2 separate regions of the Mus musculus genome follow, and region 1 is linked to region 2. Evidence: chromatin contacts called from public Hi-C data. All regions are on one chromosome and are shown on one strand. The core of a region is the stretch at or near the end of the contact, and the rest is flanking DNA. Distances in the headings are between cores, read along the strand shown.

Region 1 (5,256 bases), core at 2,166-4,665, 210 kb before region 2:
CTTGGTGGAGGCATTCACCAGCAAGTATCCCAGAGCTGAGCCCAGAACTTCGCTGACATTCTGCTCGCCTTTGGAGACCTGTGACTAGGAGGTGACAGATTGGGTGGTTCCAGGGTAAAAGGTAATGGAGTTGTAGCAGAAGTGAAGGATCTCTAGAAAGAGGTCTCAAAGTTCCAAACGGTAATTTCTAGAAACTTCAGCATGTGGTGAAGAACCTATCCCAGAGGAAATGACCAATGATGGGGAAGAACTCAAGTGACCCATAAGGCATTCTAGTAGGTAAGTTCGTCTCAACTCCAAGGTGACAGGACACTGAAAGCTGTCACCAACATAGAGCCTGGGAAAACCTCGTGGGTTATAGGTTGCCACTGAGGGTCGGTCCTCGTGCCCAGCCAGAGGTGTGAACATACCTGTCATAATTCTCACTGGCCACCTTGGCTGCATTCTCAAAGGCACAGTGAGGCCTAAGGACACCAACCTGTGTTTACCAAGTGTAGTAGAGTTGATTCCAGCCAAGTGCACAGCAGACTCCAACATCAGCCTCCTGACTGTCAAATATGGAGAAGTCTCTTAACGTGTATGTAAATCCACTTCCTCATCTGGCCAAATAAATCTGAAAATTATGGTTTAAAGTGTCTGGCATGGTGCTTAGATCAAAGAAATAACACAGAGATGGCTATGGTGAGAAGTGGTGTTGGTTTTGAGATGTCTAAAAACTAAAGGGTCCAAAAAATAGGCAAGATAGTTCCTTCCTTTAAAGTCCCTAATCCATAGACTAGAAAGATGGCTCAGCAGTTAATAGCACCTACTGCTCTTGTAAAGGACTCAAGTTCCGTTCCTGGCACACACATAGGACAACACATAAGGACTTATATCTCCATGTCCAGGACATCTGATGCTGCTTCCAGACTCTGTGGGCACACATGTTGACATAAGACACACAAATAAAATAATACAAATCTTCAAAGTCTGTAATTGGGAGTGAGAAAGAATAGGGTGGCTGCATGACTATCATACACATTCCTGGTAATTGGGAATGAGTCCTGCATCGGGTAGGAAAGGAGCCCTCCAGAGAGTTCCTGGCAGGGGGCTGGGGGGTTGGTTCAAGAGGTGTAGAGATGTACTGTGGGCCCAGATGTTCCGGCAGAAGGAGATAGAAGCCAAAGTCACAAGGCAGAATAAGAAGGAGCTGCTGAGAAACTGCAGTTCTGAGCTGAGATTGAGAAGAGCTGAGGAGAGATCAGAAGCGAGTCTGGGCTCTTTGAAGGAAGCCCCTTGACACCAAGCTAAAGAGTTGGCACTTAATTCAGTGGTCAATGGGGAGCCATTGGTGGCTGTCTGTACAGCTGTGCAGGACTAAATTAAGCATAAACAGTACTTAATAGCTGAGATGGGACGGCCCAGGAATAGCTCTTGACTCAGGAACAGGCTGAGCACAAGGTAATGAGAAAGAGAACTCTGATCAAAGCAGAGATGTTAATTAAATTTCTAATTATTGAGAAAGGCCATTAGAAGCCCAGTTCTCCAGAGACGAGTGCTGAAGATGGACTAGAAAGCAGAGCAGTCATCCCAACCTCGCATAGGGTCACCCGAGGTAGATGCCTGCCTATTTCAGTGGAGGGAGAAAAGGTTTAAGGGACTTAGTACACGGAAGCTGGACGTGCAAGGACGTGTGTTCTCTACAAGGTCACAGCCCAGGCTCTAAATGTCCACATGACTAAACTAGATACATTTTGACATGATGTAGGGACTCTCCAAAGAGTTTTTCCACAGCCAATACTGGGTCTCTAATTTTGTTCCTTTTTCCACCGGTGCTGAGAAAAGTTAGCACTTTCTATGCTGCTAAGGTTAAAAAATATTTTCTCTTTTTTAAAAAAAACTTTATTTATTTACTTACTTTATATCTCAATATCAGCCCCTCTCCTTCCAATTCCCCTCCTCAAAGCTCTTCCCCCTGTTCTGCCCTCCTCTTCTTCTCTGAGAAGGGGGAGACCCCCCATCACAACACACACACACACACACATACACACACACACACACACACACACACACACACACCAGCACACCAGCCACTGCTGGACTAGGCAACAACCTCTCTCACTGATGCCATGCAAGGTGGCCCAGTTAGAGGAACAGGATCCCCAAGCAGAGGACAAATTCAAGGACAACCTCTGCTTCATATGGGGGACCCACATGAAGGACCAAGCTGCACATCTGCTATATATGCTTGTGGGGGGGGGCTTTCTCAGAAGGGGAAATAAAATAGTCATTGGAGGTGGAGGGAGGGAGGGATCTGCGTGGGAGAGGGGATAGGGGGAGAGGACCGGGACTCGACAGGAAGACCAACAGAGTCAACTAACCTGGACCCTTGGGGGCTCTCAGGATCTGAACCACCAACCAAAGAGCAAGCATGGACTGGACCTCGCCCTGCCATGCACACATATGTAAAAAGTATTCCTATCCAGAAAGTGTTCCATTCATTTGAATAATTAGTAACTCACCACTGGGTCATTTGGTCAATGACTAGTGGGGACGGTTAGACAGCAACCTTCTGATATCGTTGGTCATTTGTATATGACAATGTAAAAAAGTGTGATAATGGATGTTGAAGTGGAACTGTGTAAGCAATATGCATTACTCTGCAGTTAACAAAACATTCACACACCAACTGTCTCATCCGAGATACAATTTACATTCCTACAAGCAGTTCAAAACACCAAGTCCTAGAAAGTCTCAAAGGTACTCTCCAGGCATGCAGTCAATATGAAGAAACACTAGAACCCAGGTCTTCTAACTTGTAACTAGGGTTTTGTTTTTGTTTTTTTCTGTGCAAGAATATATTATTGGATTTAAAAATTATACCCTAAGGCAGTGGTTCTCAACCTTCTTAATGCTATGATCCTTTAGTACAGTTCTTCATGTTGTGGTGACGTTCTGCCTAATCATAAAATTATTTTTGTTGCTACTTCACAACTGTAATTTTTCTACTGCTATGAACTGCAATGTAAATATCTGATATGCAACCTCCTGTAAAAGAGTTGTTTAAACTCCCAAGGGGGTAGAGCACCACAGGTTGAGAACCCCTGCCCTAAGGTCTAGTGATAAGGTCCCTGTCTTCCTTGCTCGTGATGGAAAATGAATAAGGCTACAGCTAAGGGGAAAAAAATCAATACACCCCAGACTTTCATGGCCACGATGAGAGTTTAAAGGAGAAAATCCCCAGGATATCTTCTTGAATATGTGTAGATTCGTCTACAAATCTGTCACAACCGAAACACATGTTCCCAAGGCTTAGGCAAGCCAGCAAGTGATTTCTCTAATCCCTTACCTATAAATTTCTAGCCCCATGCTGTTGGCAAACAAGACTCCTTCCCTCTTTGTGGCCTGCCATCTGTGTATAATTACACCTCCACGTAGCTCAGAAAGCGCACACTCCGCTCACAACCCAGCCATACAAAGGAGCAAGGAGTGAACAACGGGGATGTGTGATCTTTGTCCTGGAAGCCACAGTTCCAGAAAAACTACTATGCCTATGGAGAAGAGGATGGTGAATACTGAAAAATAATTAGTGAGAGGTTCGCTCGGAGGTCTTGAGGGATGGGTAACAACGAGGTGATGGCTCTAGGCCAGCAAAGGGGGAAAACCAGCCATGATAAGTAGGGTGGTTTGTGCAACCATGAATCAGGAGGAATAACCAGGGTCAGTTTTCACACTCTGAGAAAATAAGGCTGTTGGGAACAGCAGCTGAAATCAAAGAATAACATCAGGGGTTTTCACTGGAACATTATATACGATTTTATAGACTTTGTAAGTCAAGCTGAGTGGCTTAGAGCTAAACTGCTGTGTCTAAGAACAGCGTGTGGATCGGGACTTCAAGGGTGGATGAGCTGGGTTAGTGCTGGGAGCCAGTGATGCACAAGGAGGGCTGTTTCAAGGGTCAGTGACTAGCAGGCAAAGGCTCTGCTTGGGAAAGAAGCTCTGGCCTGAAATGGCAGTGGTGTGAGAGGTGTTTCATGAGAGAAAAAAAAAAAAAAAGAGTCTGAGCTCTATTGATCGGCCTGGGTAAAGGTTGCTCCGGAGGGGTTCCCCCACCCTTGCCCCCAAAACCCATTTCTCCTGCCTGTGCAGGGAGCACTCAATACCAGAACTGCATCCAACAGTAAACAAAAGTCCAACACAAGCTGTATGTGTGCATTAGCCTGGCACACAGGAGATCAGTGCTTGTTGAGTGGATGGCTAAATGCATAAATAAGCAAGATGTAGGTTGCAGAGCGCAGGTAGAACTGTACCAGAGGCAAATAAAGTCTAGAAAATAGGGTTGAAAAGACAGCTCAGTGGGAGCAGTTGCCGCCTCTGCAGAGGACCTGAGTTCAGTTCCCAGCATTCCCACCAAGCAACTCACAATGGCCGTTAATTGCAGTTCCAGGAGATCTGACAGTGTCTGGGCTCCACAGGCACCTGCACACATGTGCTACACACATATAAACATGCAGGCATTTACACATATGCATCAAATAAAAATAAATAAATCTTAAAGATCTGGTAGAAAGCCAGGTGACATATTCACAGAGAGAAAACTTACATTTTCATGCCAACTGTCATAGCAAAGCTGTGACTTGTGGCACTAAAGAGTAAGTTGACACGCTAAAATATTCCCTATGCCAGGCTGATGCATGTGTGTATGTATGAAATGGGGTGTGGGGGCTTGGGGTTACTCACGGAAAATGCAGACACCAGGTAAGCCTGATTGTACACATTCAAACCTCTGTGTTCTTTGTCTCAACGGCCCACGTTTCCTGAGCAGGATATGTGTGGGTTGCTCTCATGTGGCCATTATTTTCGGCTCTCTCTTAAATATTTCAATTCCCATTCTATGAATGAATCAAAGGGAGGTTGCCTTGGCAACCGTTCACCTTTCTCTAATCAAGCCTCCTGAACAACCTCAAGTGGCTTCTAGAGATAAAAGCTCTCAGCACGTGCAGAGTCAAAAACCTCTCACACCGCTGCGGGGGGGGGGGGGGGGCGCTGGGACCAGAAGCGGCTAAACACCCTCCTCCCACCGCCTCTCGCTCCTGTAACCACAGCCATTCATGCTGGCAACTGAACACTGAGATGCAGTTCTGCAAAGGACAAAGGATAGTAAGGGGCTCTTTGACAAGGTGCTTGTGAACCTTCTCTTTCCCAGATAACCATGGCACTGCCCAGGGAGAAGCGGGTTCATCAAATCTTTCCTCTGCCAGTTACCCTGGGAAGTAT
Region 2 (5,303 bases), core at 2,392-4,891:
ATCTGATGCCCTTTTCTGGTGTTTCTGAAAACAGCCACAGTGTACTTATTTATAATAATAAAGAAATCTTTGGGCCAGAGTAGGGTTGACTGGAGCGGAGCGAGCAGGGGCAACCGGAGCAAGCAGAGATTCTAAAATTCAATTCCCAACAACCACATGAAGGCTCACAGTGTACTCATATACATAAAATAAATAAATAAATAAATAAATGAAGAAGAAGAAGAAGAAGAAGAAGAAGAAGAAGAAGAAGAAGAAGAAGAAGAAGAAGAAGAAGAAGAAGAAGCAGTAGCTATGTCCTTAGACTGGTTATCAATTGGTCTTACTGAATGCCAGTGTCACGTGGCTATCCCTAAGGGAGTGTGTTGATCGGGTCACCCCATTCTCTTTCCCTTATAAATTTCCAAAGTTTCTGTTTGTGTTTGTTGTGCTTATTGAGAAAGAATTTGAAAGAAAGGCATGCCTGATTATCATCCCAAAGTTCGGATAAGTTTGGAGACTTCTCCCCCTCCTTGTCCTTTGAGTTAACAATTAGCTGCTCTATCAATGACAGCATTAACAGGAATGAAATTCTGCCCAGCCAAGAAGCTGGGGGAGACAAGGTTCAAGGCTCATATGAAGTGCTGCAGAGCGTAGTTATGCCTTGTCAGGCCCACCCAAGCTCAGGCATCTCTCATAACCAGTTTAAGTGCCACTAATTTTCTAATTCACCTTAATCATAAACCTGAGTAGGAGAGATTACCTAATTGACAATCTCCAAGGGAGGGTGAATTCAAAACGAGTCCATCGGGATCTGAGGCTCACGCGTAGGAGGGCTCACCTCCAGAGAACCGCTCTTCCCATCGGTGAATCATACCGGCACACTCCGGGAGAAAGGGGCAAGAGTTAGGCTCAGTTCCAAGCGCGATGTCACAAGGTTATGCATCAACCCGTAGGCAGCAGCTGTGTTTGGCAGGGGAAGCTTCCTCTAATTAGGTATTGCTCCCTGTGGGCCATCCAGAAGGACCTTTCTTTTCTCCGCAGTTATTAATCAGCTATCCAGTATTAACAAGATCGGATCTGGAAGTATGCAATTCCTCTCTCCATCTTTCCTCCTAATCACTCAGCAGGCCACCTTACTAGCTAGCTCACTAATGAGGAGCTCGGTGACTGACTAACAAATTCACCCTGTTCCTGTCCTTAATGATCACTTGCGAAATGGGATACTTCCGCTACAGAGGCACAGGCCATTTGAAATGCTGAAATCATAGCTTTTCCGTGGCTTTCTGGTAAAACCTTATCTAAATTAGGCAATGCTAAAAAACGAGTAATTGAACATGTATCACACTGAGGAAATGCCTAGCTAGTGGACTTTTAAAAAAAAAAAAAAAAAAAAACACAGATTTAACACTTGGAAGTTGTCTTTCTCCAGAGACTGAGTTTCTTTTAACAAAGTTTCATCCTTCCGGAGCCTCGAGGAAAGAAGGAAAGTAATGGGAACAAGGGAGGGTCAGGGAGGAGAAAGATGAAGGCTGGAGAAGGAGAATATGGTCAAAATATGTGATATACTTTTCCCTTCTTTTTTATTTAATTGAAAGTATGGTTTTTATACAGTATTTTCTCATGGCTTCCTTCCCTTCATCTCCTCCCAGATCCTCCCACCCCACCTCCCCATCCATCCAACTCCATGACTTCTTTCTCTCTTTTTAGAAAACAAACATATATATATCCAGACTAAAAGAAAACAAACAGAAAGAGAGCCCAAAAAACCATATACACTGTACACACAGAGAAGCTTACACAAACTTATACACATGAAACTCATAAAACCACAAAAATCAGAAACCATAATATATAAGCACAAGACCAGGAGGGTAACATAGGTCCAAACTAAGCACTATGTGATCTCTCCAAAACATCTGCAGAGAGACCACTGAGTTCGTTCTGTGTTAGCCGTCTACAGCCGGGCACGGGACCAGCACTTTAGTGTGGTTTCTACACTCCGTGAGAGGCCGTCAGCAAACACTAGTTCTTCTTCTCAAGAGGTTGCCAATTGGACATAGCTTCTGGGTTAGGGATGGGAGTCTCTTATCCAGTTCCCCTCTCCGTGCTAAGACCCCATCTGTCTTAGGCAGATGTCTGATCTGTGCAGGCTCTGCGCATGCCTGGCCCAGTCTCTTGTGAGTTCATATGTGTGTCCTACTGTATCTGGAAGGCACTGTTTCCTTAGTGTCTGCCTTTTATTCTGCTTTTACCTCCTCTTCTGCAGAGTTCGCTGAGCCCTAAGAGGAGGAGTTTGATGAAGACATCCTATTTAGGACTGAATATGCCAAGATCTCTCACTCTCTGCACATTGTCTAGCTGTGGGTCTCTGTATTAGCTTCTATCTGCAGGAAGAAGTTTTTCTGAGTGAGACCTGATCTACAGGAGTTAGCAGTCCTTCTAGGCTCCACCCAACAGTTACCTAGCAACAGCTAGGTAGGCGGGGCTTGCTATAAAAGGGACTGCTTGGCCTCCCTTCCCTCTCTGACTCTTTTTCCTCTCAGACCCTTTTCTCCCTCTCTCCCCTTCCCCTCCCCACTCCCCAATGTTCCTGTCCACCCTCTTCCCCCCTTGCCCCCCCCTCCTCCCTTCTGTTTCTACACCCTTCTCCCTTCTCAACTCCCCTTCCCATGCCCCCAAATAAACTCTATTCTATACTGTACCTGTTGTATGGCTGGTACTTCGGGGAAGGGGTGCCTCAACATGGACCCACTGAGGTATCCCCTCCCACCGCACCATTCCGCGCTCTATAAAACATATCCTGGGTTTTATAAAACACATCATTTGGTGTCTTGACTCAGATTTACAAACTCGCAGGTTCACATTTCCCGCTGCCGCATGGACTTTCCAGCCATCAGATCACCAGACCTCTCCATCCAAACACCAGCAAATTGGTCAGCTTCCCCCATCGGTCAGTGTAAATGGCCCCTGGTCCCAAGGAAGGGCTGTAGAGCTCACAGGCACCCTCTGGTGTCCTTGGGGATAGAGGTACCATAGTCATGCTAGCTGCTGGAAAATCCTAGGCTTAGGTAAACCAGACCCCCTTGGACACTGGCCCCGCAGCTTAGCCCCTAGGTCACCTCGTGACAACTTGATAATCTAGCCTGGCTGCCCGTTTTGTTCTGAGTTATTAATTTACCTTCGGTAAGTGGCGAGGGGTAATTTTAATATCTTCTGCTCTCACTCAAAGGGACTGTCTTAGCAGCTACTTCCAGGCTCTACTGAGACGCCTCCTGGTCTTAAAGGCTTCCAAAGTCACACACTAAATTTGGCCCCAATACCCACTAGATAATAACTCTAAATGGCTGCTTAATGGCACTTAAAAAAAAAGAAAAAAAAAAAGCACTTTTACTTCTTGCCAGCAATCCAGAAAAACGGAAGGTATTCTATGTCCAGGCTTTTAATCCACCTTCTCTCCCAACTGCTTTATTCCTTGGATCCAGCTACCTCACCCTCTGCTCTCAGCTCCCTGCCTTTGACTCTGAGCAGTACCCTCCAGATATTGTTTCAGACTTAACTCACTCTGCCACCACCACCGCTGCCAGCTGTTTGCTCCAGCAGGCAGTCTTACGTTTCTACTTCCTGGGGAATTTTTATCTCAGATTTCTTTCCAATCTGGTCTGCACCAGCTCTAAACCAGCTGTAGCAGGAGAAGAAATCCCTGTACTCCACTTAGACCTGCTGCACTGTGCCAACACAGTGGCACCAGAGACTGCCTTTGGTGACGGGGGAGATCTCCTCACATACACATAAGGCCCTGGGTACCAGACAAACCATGTCTATTTGTCTCTTTGTCTCTGCTGACACATAGCCACGCTTTGATAAATAAATGTCTTCCCATTCTTTTTTTTTCTTTCCAATTTTTTATTAGTTGTTTTCTTCATTTACATTTCAAATGCTATCCCGAAATTCTCCTATACCCTCCCCCATCTCTACTCCCCTACTCACCCACTCCCACTTCTTGACCCTGGCGTTCCCCTGTACTGGGGCATATAAAGTTGCAAGTCCAATGGGCCTCTCTTCCCAATGATGGCCGACTAGGCCATCTTCTGCTACATACGCAGCTAGAGACACAAGCTCCTGGGGTACTGGTTAGTTCATATTGTTGTTCCACCTATAGGGTTGCAGACCCCTTTAGCTCCTTGGGTACATTCTCTAGCTCCTCCATTGGAGGCCCTGTGTTCCATCCAATAGCTGACTGTGAGCATCCACTTCTGTGTTTGCCAGGCACTGGCACAGCCTTACAAGCGACAGCTATATCAGGGTCCTTTCAGCAAAATCTTGCTGGTGTATGCAATAGTGTCTGCATTTGGTGGCTGATTATGGGATGGATCCCCAGGTGGGGCAGTCTCTGGATGGTCCATCCTTTCGTCTCAGCTCCAAACTTTGTCTCTGTAACTCCTTCCGGGTTCTAAGAAGGGTCGAAGTCTCCACACTTTGATCTTCGTTCTTCTTGAGTTTCATGTGTTTTGCAAATCGCCAGTAGGATTTGCTGAAGGAGGCAGAGGCAGGGGGATCATGAGTTCGAGGCCAACCTGGGCTACACATTTTTTCTTCTCCATTCTAAGGTATGACAAACACATGGCTTTCTACCACAGGCAGAGAGAGATAGCTTTGATGCCATCTTAGCTAAGGGCAGTCACATGGCTGGCTGTAGCTTCAATACCATCTTGATTGAAAGCAGTCTCACCATCTTTGTTATGGGAAGTCCCCACTTTACACAAAATCTTTAGGAGAACAGCCTGGCTTAAAGTCTCCAAAGACACTTTTCAACTAAGATAAAATTTTCATGTGGTTTCTATCCTACCTTGATAAATAATAATTTAATTTAATACTACTGTAAAGATTTACAACAGCAGAAAAGTTAAAGACCACTGCCTTAAAGAAATGTTCAGCCTTGTTTTTGCTACTAAGTTATAATGTTATAATCTTTGTTTGCTAGATACAATCTAGAGCAAATAATTAAAAACAGACACAGACTGTCTAATTCAGATATGCTTAATAGATACTAGCACTCAATCTTGTCAGAAATCTGCTAAATGTAACATTAAATGCTTAAGCTTATGATAACAGACAGAAACTCCCAAATTCTAACAGTGACTGCCCCCCCCCCAAAGGTCTCCAAGAAGACATGGGCACAGCGACAAAGGACTGTACCTGGATTGTGCTATGATAACTACTAAGAAAGACTTCTCCATTGTCTTGCCTGCTGCCAGGGCTCAGCCTAAACTGTGGACAAATAGAGGACACCCAGAGAATTAAAGGTCTCATATTGCCTAAGGTGA

Evidence for each region. A called contact is a pair of places that touch in the nucleus more often than the background predicts.
Region 1: a Hi-C map of nephron progenitors shows a contact between it and region 2, with 3 times the contacts expected there. The contact joins two enhancer-like sites. A contact is called at or near these places in 1 of 15 datasets of contacts at CTCF or cohesin (CD8 T cells), 20 of 484 Hi-C or Micro-C datasets (the Ba/F3 cell line, CD8 T cells, Sertoli cells and 7 more) and 6 of 115 datasets of contacts at active chromatin or transcription factors (CD8 T cells, T-cell acute lymphoblastic leukemia, astrocytes and 3 more).

The regions. Positions count from the first base shown.
Region 1 is chr8:34,397,765-34,403,020 of GRCm38.p6, reverse strand. No RefSeq gene overlaps it. Among named protein-coding and RNA genes, the nearest start is that of Gm33831, 14 kb to the right of the region's middle. Within about 2 kb of position 3,415, at least 35 of the 459 cell types and tissues checked have an H3K27ac peak or open chromatin away from gene starts, as enhancers often do. A contact at or near this core is called in nephron progenitors, where this site is marked.
Region 2 is chr8:34,184,694-34,189,996 of GRCm38.p6, reverse strand. No RefSeq gene overlaps it. Among named protein-coding and RNA genes, the nearest start is that of Gm33638, 14 kb to the right of the region's middle. Within about 2 kb of position 3,641, at least 7 of the 459 cell types and tissues checked have an H3K27ac peak or open chromatin away from gene starts, as enhancers often do. A contact at or near this core is called in nephron progenitors, where this site is marked.